2 separate regions of the Anser cygnoides genome follow, and region 1 is linked to region 2. Evidence: chromatin contacts called from public Hi-C data. All regions are on one chromosome and are shown on one strand. Each heading gives the region's core, a stretch centred on a gene start, on an enhancer-like site or on the middle of the called end of the contact. The rest is flanking DNA. Distances are from core to core; before and after follow the strand shown. Region 1 holds the start of PEDS1 (plasmanylethanolamine desaturase 1). Region 2 has its middle 69 kb from the start of PTPN1.

Region 1 (5,526 bases), core at 42-2,541, 100 kb before region 2:
CTGTTTACATAACTTATTTATGTAATGACAGGAGAAATTTGCACATCTAAAACATTACCACAAGTCTCTTCTGCTAGACATCCCTACACACACACACTCACTACTCCACAGACTTCCCAGAAACTTCCATCTGCAGGTAAACGAAGGATAGCAGGTTGCTTGGGGAGGGAAATCTTTATGAGCAGGAGCAGAGTGAACAGGTTACATTGGTGACCGATTCCTGGGCTTTACAGAGAAGCGATCACCACCAACGGCTGAAAAAGGTCACCCAGCGCCTTCTCCCAAGGCACGGATGATGTAACCAAAACAAGCCGGAATGGGCACAGACTTGCCCTGAACAGTCTAGAGAACTGACAAGTTAACGAATGCGTGTTTTCTTATCATTACTTGGCTCTGTGCAAGTAAAAACTCCTGCTTCCCGCTCTGAATGTGCGAGCTAGGCCGTCCAGCTGGGAACTGCAGGTACGCAGCACCGAGCGCTGTGACACTTCTCCCCGCTTCTGAGCCTGCACATGCGAAGGAGCTCACGGCGAACACCCTGCATCTCTCGAGCTATGGGCTGAGAGAATTACTCGCCAGCCGCTGTCACTCTGCTGGGCTCTGTCAAACGACGGGCTGCCCCAGGGCAGGACCCGACCCAGAACCCCAGCGTCCCTCCTGAGGGCCTGCAGCGGGCACCCCGGAGCCCCTCATGGCACATTCTGAAGGGGAAGCTTCGGTTGTTCCCTTGCTTTGCGACCAGCCCCCTTCACCTACCTTTGGACAGAAAGCCTACCTTTATAGCAATAATAATAATTAGATAATAATAGCAATAATAACGATACCAAGAACATGACGGACAGATCCCGGCTCGAACCCCCAGCGGCTCGCGGCTAGCACACCCCTCCCAGGTCCATGCGGGCCCTTCCCGTGAGGCGCCTCCCAGCAGGGCCAGCACCCCGGGCACCCACCTCAGCTCCACACCGGCACCCCCCAGCCCCGCCGCCCCCAAACCCCCTCGCAACCCCCCCAGCCCCGCCGCCTCCCCAGCCCCCGGCCCTCACCCGGCGAGTAGAGCTCGGCCAGCTCGCGGGCCCCGGCGTGCTGCGCTCCCCACCGCCGGCTGCCGCCCTCGGGCTCGGCCTCCTGCTCGTGCTCCCCGGGCGGGAGGCGCTGCGGGGCCGTTCCGGGGCCGCCCGCCATGTCCCGGCCGCGGGGCCGCTCCCCGGGGGCGGCGGGCGGCGAGGGGCGGCCAGGCCCCGCCGAGGCGCCCGGCGGCAGCATCGGGAAATGGGGCCGGGAGGTGGAGGGAGGGGAGGGAGGGGAGGGGGGAAGGGGCGGCCCCGCCCCGCCGCTGCCTCCCGCCTATCGGCGGCGCCGCCGAGCGAGCTGAGAGCCAATGGGGAGCGCGGCACGGAGCGGGGCAGCCAATGGGGTGGCGGCAGGGGAGGGGCTGCCCTGAGGGAGCGGCTGGAGGAGGGAGGGCGGCGGGAGGGCGGCAGGGCGGGGCGCTGGTCCGTGACCCCTGTCCGTCTGTCCCCATGTCCCTCGGCCCCTTGTCGCTCTGTCTGTCCCTTTGTCCCCCTGTCCCCCGTCCCCTTGTCCCCGGTCCCCACAGGCCCTCCCGCCCCCTGGCTGCGCCGGGGCCCGGTGCTGCCCGCCGAGGTGCCGCCACCCAGCGCCAGGCGGGGCGGGGAGGCGCGTGGCCGTCAGCGGGTGCAGCCCTGATTGCTTCCCTGGAAGTCCTTCTGCTCCTTGGGGCGCCCAGACTGCGGTCGTGCCAATAATGTTGTTTTCCTGCCAGTAACATTAATTTCGGTCCTTTTATTTGGTAATCCGGCCTGTGTGCCATAGCAGACACTCACGGAGGTACTCACTGGGCCCCAACAAACACATTCCAGCATGGCACAAGAAGACAGATAAACAAGCCCCAAGCGATGTTTAAGTACTGCAGCATGCCTGTTAATTTTTTAAAACATATTTATTTGATGATCAAATAAAATGGCTTTAAAAATAGAAGTGTTTCAAATAATTATGCAGACTATTTAAACAATTAAGAACAGATTCATTTACAGAGGGCAAAATGCTGAGCCAGACGTCTGTCTAACTCAAAGGTTATGTGTCTGCAGACGATGCACCATGAGGGATGAGACACTTCTCCACACTTTGACAGCAAGGCACACGTGGTGGGAAAGCACAACCTGGGCTGGTGCTGGCTGGGCCTGGGGCTTGTGTCCCACGCTGACGGCTGCCCAACAGCAAATCACACCCACCAGGGGAAATGTGGCTCCTGTTCCCTCGGGGGGGGCATGTGGGCTCCCCTCCAGGCAGCAGGAGAGAAACGCTGCTTGTGACCAGGCTGTTCTGTCCTGGAACTTCACAAAACCCAACAAACGTGACCATCAAGGAACTGCTCCACATTGTCACTTAGCAGTGCGCCAGAATTACTGTTTCCGGAGCAGGTTAAGAGCCTCCCAGACTTTGCCATGCTGTTTGAAGGATCACAGGTTGATTAATAATTAGGTGGAAACATATGCTCAAATTATCAGTTCTTAATGCAAAGATGGCTCAGGAATTCAATGAGTCCTTTTACTGTATCAAAAGTTCTGGAAACTATAAGTGATGGTTTGCTGCTGACAAAAGAAGGTATTTGTCTGAGGGAGGATTTCTCTGTGCTTTCTATTAATTGCGTAATAAACCAATTAAAAGGCATTAGCTTCGGGTGCCTCAATTTGTTGGACTGGGCTGTGTTTAGACTGAGTGATGGGAACAGTCTGGCATCAAGGGATACTGATGTTTTCATTAGACATTTACGAGGTTAGGCTGCTCTGATGCTAAGGATCTTTCTACAATACTGCTAGGGTCACAGTGACCTCGATAATGTTAGTGTGGAAGTGGTATAAATGTGAAAGAATTAATGTTGATTCAGTAGGATATGGCACCTTTAAATGTGTTTTCAGATATGTAACCATATGCCTCCACTACAAACGTGTAAGCTAGATGTAAGATATCTATGTTTTATATGAGGTGCGGTTCTTGGGAGGGTTTGCCAAGATACCTTCAACATTTGTTAATCATCTTGTTTTGTCAAGGCAATAGGACTGTCAGTATGAAAAAAGCAGCAAATTGCTAGCAAGCTTTCGCTTTGAATGTGTAATAATGTTCTCCTGGAAAATGGTTTTTAGTTTTGTCTTGGTATCTGCCAGAGTAAAGCTGCATAATAATGTCAGTGTAACTTCTCAGAGTGAAACCTAGCATCAGAAAAAAGGTGCTGTTGCAGCCCATTTTAATCTCAGTTCATTGTGACAAGGCAGAAGACAACTGGGGAAAGGGATTGGTTCTTTCTTAGTGACAGACCAATGCTCGGGACACATTTGAAGAACATTCTTTCCTCTAACATTACCTGAGGAGGTGGGAGAAATGGTAGGTTAGTTCATAGACTCAGGTGAACCTCCCAGACTTGGTACAGTTATTATGACTGTGTCCCACGAAAGGGGGGGAAGCCATGAGGATTCAGCACTGCATGAGTCCAATGCCTTTTTGAAATACAGAAAAATAAAGTGAATTAAAGTGATGCATCAGACAGCATATTGGTGACATGGTACAGTAGCAGTATAGTTAGGACAACATTGTTGAGACTCTGAACAGAAATCTGTATTAAGAAGGTAATTATGCAGTAAAATCTTGACGCTATTTGGAGAAGATGAAGACTGTATTGGCAGCACATCATAGACCATATTACCATAAAGAGGCCTATGAAAGAGCTAAATCCCGGGCTGGTTTATTTAAGGGTAGCCTATAGCCAAGCCCCTGCAGTGCTGTTTGTATTCAGCTCCCTGCTCCATACTGTGAAAGGCCCCTGCTGTGCGCAGGTATCCTGAACAAGAGCGACCTGCCAGGTCCTGGTGGTACTGGGGACACACAGGGAACAGGCAGCAGGGACAAGTTCTCCCCAGCTTTGAAAAGTCTGTCAAGACACAGCTCCAGACGACAAAGAACAGTGTGTGCCCAGCTACGGCAGGGCTCGAAACCCAGGGGATTCAACTCACCATGCTGACAAACCATGTGCAGGGAGTCCAGTGAAGAAGTGGCCATATCTGAAAGAATAAAGAGACTTAAAGGGTTGTTTTTGGCCCTCTCTGAAAGTACAGAGACTTAAAGGGTTGTATTGTGGTTTTTTTTGAAAGGAGACCAGCAACACAGACACGAACCACGTCATGATGGATCGCCTCTCACTGCAACAAGCCGTGAGAAGGCTTGGAGGGACTTTCTGACCACCGTCGTGAGGGGCCAGCACCCCGGCCTCGCCAGGCATCCTGCCGGCTTCCTTCCTCTCAGGCTGCCATGGCAGCCCCTCTGTCCGACCAAGGACACGGCCCCGGCCGGCCTGAGGGGCGATGTGGCCCCGCTGTGCCCGGCCCGGCCCGGTCGCTAGGTGGCGGTACGAGCCCGGGCCTTGGGCCTTGGGCTTTGGGCTGTGCCCGTGCTCTTACCGCCACCTAGCGACCGGGCCGGGCCGCTGGCTTCCCGGGTACAGGTGAGGCCTGGTCCGGCAGCCCTCGGTTCCAGGCTTCCCCTGTCTGGAAAAGCAACGGAGCTTCCCAAAAAATAAAAAATAAAACCCACGCAGAACAGCCCCGCCCCGGTGACGGGTCTTCCTCAGAGCCAAAGGGGAGCACGGGGCAGATGTCCCCTTCCAGCTTCCGTGCCTGTCTGCCAATTTGGCTATGACAGACGTCACCCCAACAAGGTTTCGCACGTTCTTTGTGAAAATAATTATCTGGTCTTTTAGCTGCCTCCTGTTATCGCCAGCTGCAGACTCAACAGCGTGCTGGAGAGGAGCAGAGTGCAGCCCTCACAACTGAGGGTGAGTGGCGGCAATGATTTCAATTTATAGGGCACCAGAGGTCCTGGCTGCTGTGTCACCCTGTGAATTCACAGCAGCCACCTCGCCTCTTTTCTGTATTTCCCCCTTACCCATCTGTACCCGAGAGCTGCCCGCCACAAAGATCTGGAAGCCATTTTTGAACACAGACCCCTGCTCACGCAGCACTGACCAGGGCTTGCCACAGTGCACAGCAGCCAGAGTTCAGAGACTCATTTCTCTTGCCTCTTACCCTCACTTACGCAATTCTTCCTAATCCACGAGGCACGAAGGGAGCAGAAACTGGCTGCAGCTCCCTTGCTGGACTCTCTGGCATGGGAAAGTGTCAGTGGGTGGGAGAGCTGGAATAGCCACTCCTACGGCTCCCTTCCAAAGCCATAAATGCAAAGATAGGGAGATGACTGGGACCCAGAAACGAAGTGCGTGGGGGACAGAACACGGCAGCTATCCCCACCTGGTGCCCAGGCCATCGAGGCCAGCTGCCAGATGACACAGATCAGCCCAGGGGCTGCTCTTCTACGCCAGCGCTCACCACCAACAAGTCCCAACTGATCCCCTGGCAGCCCCACTTTCCCCATGGTGCTCGACACCAGATGAGAGCAGCTGAATAAAAAGTAATCGTGAAGTCTGGGGAGCGGACCTTTAATGCTTTTAATAAAAAA
Region 2 (5,232 bases), core at 70-2,569:
CCACAAGCTCAAGTAGTGTACTTCCAGTCCCTCAGGTCCCCTTCAGAAATAATAAAGGTGAATTGTCCCTCAGTGAGAAGAGAGTGATACGAGAAAGAAGGTCAGTGAGCTTAGCAAAACGAAGAGTGAAAAAGTATAAGATTTCTATAAATACATCAAGGGGAAAACAGGAAATGAAGATAGTGAGCAGTTTAAGCTAAACATTACTGCTGGTGCAAGAGCAAACAGACATCAACTGACTACTAGTAAATGAAAGCTGAAAATTAGAAGGCTGACAGCCACTTGTACAGTCTGATCCTATGGCTGTCGAACATGGGAGCAGCAGACAAAAACCCCAACTATAGAACAAAGCTGTTAAGGCAACAAGAACAATCTCATAACATGGCACTTCGGAGAAGGCGCTTGAGTCAACATCCCAAGCTGTCCATGGTAAGCCTGTATGTCTGAAAGTTTCTCCTTAGCTGCTCTAGCATAGCAGTCAAGCATTTTGCTTTCATTCCACTTGCAGTAATGTTTTCATTTCTGAGACCAAAGAGGAAGAGGAGAGGTTGCGTTGCAGTTCAGGGGCCGAGACATGAAATGGTCAGCCAGTTTGGCTTCTGTTCCCAGCTCCTCAGTCTCTAGCTTCTGGCCTGATCCTTGATCATCCCGCTTTCACTCATTTTTACTCAGTTTACACCAGGTAAGAGTTAAAAATGTACACACATCCTTATTATTTGTACTGTAGTAGTGCTGTAGAGCCCAACACTACATTTCATATGGAATACAATGCCCATCCTCCAAAATGTTTATTACTAGGTATATTTAACAAGCAAATATTGGGAGTAAACACAAGTCAAAAGAATTTGATTCTGATCAGTGTGATGAAGCTGCCTTATTAGTTTTCAAAAGGTCTGTGGGACCTTTGAATCCCAGAAAAGTGACACCATTAATACAGGTTAAATGATCTCTATAGGGCTTAAAGATGCACACATATGGCACTAATAGTAAACAATTATTAATTTCATGAAATATAATGCAAATAGCATACAAATATGAATTATAGAATTATACAATAATTTAGGTTGGAAGAGACCTCAGGAGGTCATCTGCTCCAACCCCTCATTTGTAGCAGGCCAGCTTGAATCAAACTCAATAGAACAGACCTTGAACAAGGAAATCGTGCCAGAATCGGTCTTTTTAAATTCTACCATTGCCAAAGAAAGTAGAGTTCTGCATGGCCTCAGCAAATCCAGAGCCAAAGTTTCTGTGATATGCCTGGCGATGTTCTCCCAGACCTCTGGGTTTCCCAGCTATGTGGAAATGAATTTAATTTGAGTCTTGCTCTTAAAATCATTGGTTGTCCTACGGTAATTATCAACATGGCACCCCATAGGAAGATGCTCAAAAGGCCGGTCAGATTAGTTATATCAAGCTGCATTAAAGAGCAGCCAGCCCTGCACACCATTATTAGTCACAGCAGAGATTAAACAAACCTGCTTGGCCTCTTTCCCCTTTGCTTTGTACTGATGTTCACAGATAAACCCATGCGGGAGAAGCTGGAAAGAACTGAATGTCCTGTGGGAGCTCTTATCAAGACCAGGGAGTGAACAGTGAATAACCACTCAGCAAGTCACCTTCTAAGTTTAAAAAGCAGCCTGTTGTTTTAAAGTATGTTAGTCATCAACAAATGGGCTGGAATGTTCTCCATTCCCTCCGTCCCCCCTCTGCAGTCTCCCTCTGCTGGGATTAGCTAGCCAGTTTTCCTTCTGCTTTTTCAGAGAACAAAATCTTTTGCCTGTTTTTAGAATCTCACTTGTGTCATCTTGTTTGGAAAGCTAGCATATATTTGTTCTAACATGTGTTTGTTCCTTTTCCTTTGAAATGTAAGCTCTTGAGACAGGGGCTTTTTTTCAAGCAGTATTTGCCCAGCGCCGGCATGACCATCTTCATCAGAGCCTGCCTCCCTTCCTGGACTGCAAACAGCAATTCCCAGTCATGCAGTGTTTGCCCCTGTGCTTCTTCACAACTGGAAATAGACTCAACTCCTGGCAGCAAGAACCCGATCAGAAAAGACCACAATCCAGTCCAACCCCGTAGAGGTGTCTCAGGAGCTTTGTGGCGGATGGAGCTCTCCTGACTGTGCCCTTCTCTCTCCGTTCTCACTGGTGGGCAAGGATACGCTTCCCAATGCAGCACACAGTCACATTTTTTCGTGTTTCAGTTATTTACAAACAATAGTTCACATGACCTCCTCACAAGTGATTGATTAAAGCCTCTCTTAAAATGTGGGTTCAAAACTATAAAGAACGTCAGTTTCTGGAATACAACCGAAGTGTCCCCAGAGAGCAAAACAGACACCACCCCAGTGCAGTGCCCTAACTCCAGAACAGGGATCCCACAGAACATCAGCTCTTCTAGCCCCGTTTCATTGTGCCTTCTACTCCTCAGCAGTAACACTTCCTGGTCTTCCTTTTCTTTGCAATTTTCTTCCCTTCTGACCTTTCTTCCAGTTCAAGGAATGAGAAGCTAAAGACTCATTTTTTTCTGTGCACTACTAAGATGTCAAGATATCTCATATTGTTAGCAATTACTATTATTAATCATCTATAATTTTAGAAGTACGGGTGGTTTGCTTAGCAAGTATGAAACATGGAATCGTTTGGGACAGTGGGAGGTGAACACTAGAAAACATCACTACTCACAGGTCTTATAACATCAGGGATAATTCTTCAGAATAGCTTCTCATCAACACTGCAAGCACTGATTTGCCAGTTTGGGTACAGCATTTGACTCCAGCTTGATCTCAGGATCTCCTCCTGTTAGGGAAAATGCCACCACTGCCCTCTCCTGTTCTTTCCTTGTCTTCTGTTTTCATTCCTTCTTTTCCTATCTTTTGGTTAACTCAAGACCTACAGTTTTCTTATAGATGTAACACAGAAGAGCACCTAGGAATTTTTTGTGCCCTCTTCTTTGCTGTATTTAGAAGCCCCCATGGCACAGATTGTCTCTTTTCTGCATTTGGTTGTTCAGCACCCAGCACAAGAGATCTTGCCAGGGGCACTGACTACCAATATAACATCCACTCCTCTGACTACAGCACAATCTGCTTGGCTTTCCAGCTCTCACTTCTCACTAATGTTAAAATAAGTTAAATGATATAAAATAGGCAGCATTAGGTTGTTGTTTTTCTGGTATTTCAGACAAGTATCTACTTCCGAAAATCTCTTTACTAGACCATGGAAGAAATATGGGCAAGGCTATGTATTTTCGGGAGCAAGAAGAGCATTCTAAGGGTGAAGACAAGTTTGGGATAGCACCCCCTTTCCCACTGATCCTTGAAGATCTGGGTCTCTGCTGATTAGTTTTGCTGAGAAATTTATTGTTATGAAATCTGCAGCAAGAGAGACTGATAGCACAAAGTCTGAAAAAACACAGGCTGAATGTGCTACAAAATCAGAGTTCAACAAACGTGCAAGAATATAGGCAGTGATCACAGACCCAAGTAAGCAGACAAACAGCTAATTCTGACTTCATGCATGGACAAAGTATCTCAGCTAAACAAAATCAGGGAATCCCAAGTAAAACTAAGCACAGAACAGCACACATGTAACACAGAGCATATGCTATGCCTGCCCAATGGCTGTTCTACGAGTACACAAGTCTCAGACTCATAACTTCATTGCAGAGTTGTTATTACACAGAGAAAGGCTAATGGGAATAATTAGGAAAATATTAATCAAGCATAATATAACCAGAGCCTCATTTTGTCCTTCATAAAAGGAGACACTTAGCATTTTAGTCTAGCCTCCTCCAAAATGGTTGAGAAATAGCAGATTTCCCACATTCCACTGCTATGACATTGACCGATAAAACAAAAGATATGGATGTGAAGAATGTATGTAAAGATATGTTCCTTCTGCCTGCGAAAGGCTGGACATCATCATGCAAATGTTACTTCACGCTAGGCCAACTGGAGGTCAAGACGTATTCTGAACATCCCATGAAGTCATCTCACCTGAAAAGTACGAGTGCATTTAAGCAACAATAAGCTATTTATGTTGATTCTCAATTTCATAAGCAGGAGTTTATACGGAAGAAAAATATTGAGAGACCATTTCTCAGAACATTAACACGAAAGCTCAATATACAGACAGACAGGAGTGGAAGGCTACTTTCCCATCCATGTTTCTGGGAATGAGAAGGATTCAGAACACTACAGATGGCATCTGGACATGAAGTCCACACATCTGGGTGCAGAATACATCACCGCCATACTGGGTCAAACTATTCTCTCTTTTATGGATTCAGAATGGATTTTAAGTCAGAGAACAAGGAACGGAAAACTTTCCCGTTTCCTTAGGGGAACCTTGTCATCCAGGTTTGGTTGAATCACAACTGTACGAAAGTCCATCTCAAAGGCAGTGTGATATTCTGTGCCATTTTAAAGGAAAACTATAATTTGAAGTGGACCACTATGTGAATATTCTCAGACGAAGATAGAGTCATATGATACAATCCTAAAGAGCTGCCTGTTTCTGGAGATTAACAAATCGTTTTTACATCACTAGGTGATACATGAGAAGGGAAGAGAACAGTGATTTTAGATATAATTCTTCGTGACTTTGTGACTTATCTCACTTTTACCTGATATCTGTATCTTGTAACACCTCCATCACATCTCAGATCTTGCACTCCGTGTGTGGCTATTTAGCTGTTTACATACTGAGGTAAAAACCTATGGCTATGGAAAAAGATAGCATTTTAAATAAAGAATCAGCTAAGCTGATTTCCCCCCTGCTTAATTCTTGCACCGAGAGACAATGAAGTCACTAGCTTGCTATAAACACCACTACGACATCAGAAGGTAGACAAATTCCTCAGGTTGGCATGTAGTCTATCCTATCAAGTGTCCACATCACAGTATCAAATTCTCCTTCAGGTACAGAAGCATCAGAGGTGATCAGATTCAGAGGATATGCTGGAACTCCCAGCCATCCAGCACGTCAGCCTCCAGCCCAACAGAAGTTTCTCTGAAGTAGATTTATAGGTTCAAAGGTTGTAAGAGCCAGAAGGGGATATTATGATCCCCTAATTTGACCTCAATACAGAGGCTGTAATTCTTCTTAAGCCTAAACCAAAGCACATATTCTTGAAAGATATCTAATCTCGTATTAAACATTCAATAACTGGTGAAGACACTGCTGTCCCTGATAAACAATTACATCATTTAATTACTTTCACCGCTAGCAA

The links. Hi-C and Micro-C count contacts between places; a contact is called where the count stands out from the background.
Region 1: a contact with region 2 is called in a Hi-C map of liver, with 4 times the contacts expected there. The contact joins the promoter of PEDS1 here to the enhancer-like site in region 2. A contact is called at or near these places in 4 of 7 Hi-C or Micro-C datasets (granulosa cells and liver).

The regions. Positions count from the first base shown.
Region 1 is chr16:8,717,298-8,722,823 of Taihu_goose_T2T_genome, reverse strand. It overlaps PEDS1 (plasmanylethanolamine desaturase 1), which reads right to left and starts at 1,291. Exons shown (of 6, transcript XM_066978150.1): 1 at 1,044-1,291. The coding sequence starts at 1,263.
Region 2 is chr16:8,615,103-8,620,334 of Taihu_goose_T2T_genome, reverse strand. No RefSeq gene overlaps it. Among named protein-coding and RNA genes, the nearest start is that of PTPN1, 69 kb to the right of the region's middle. Within about 2 kb of position 1,319, at least 2 of the 3 cell types and tissues checked have open chromatin away from gene starts, as enhancers often do. A contact at or near this core is called in liver, where this site is marked.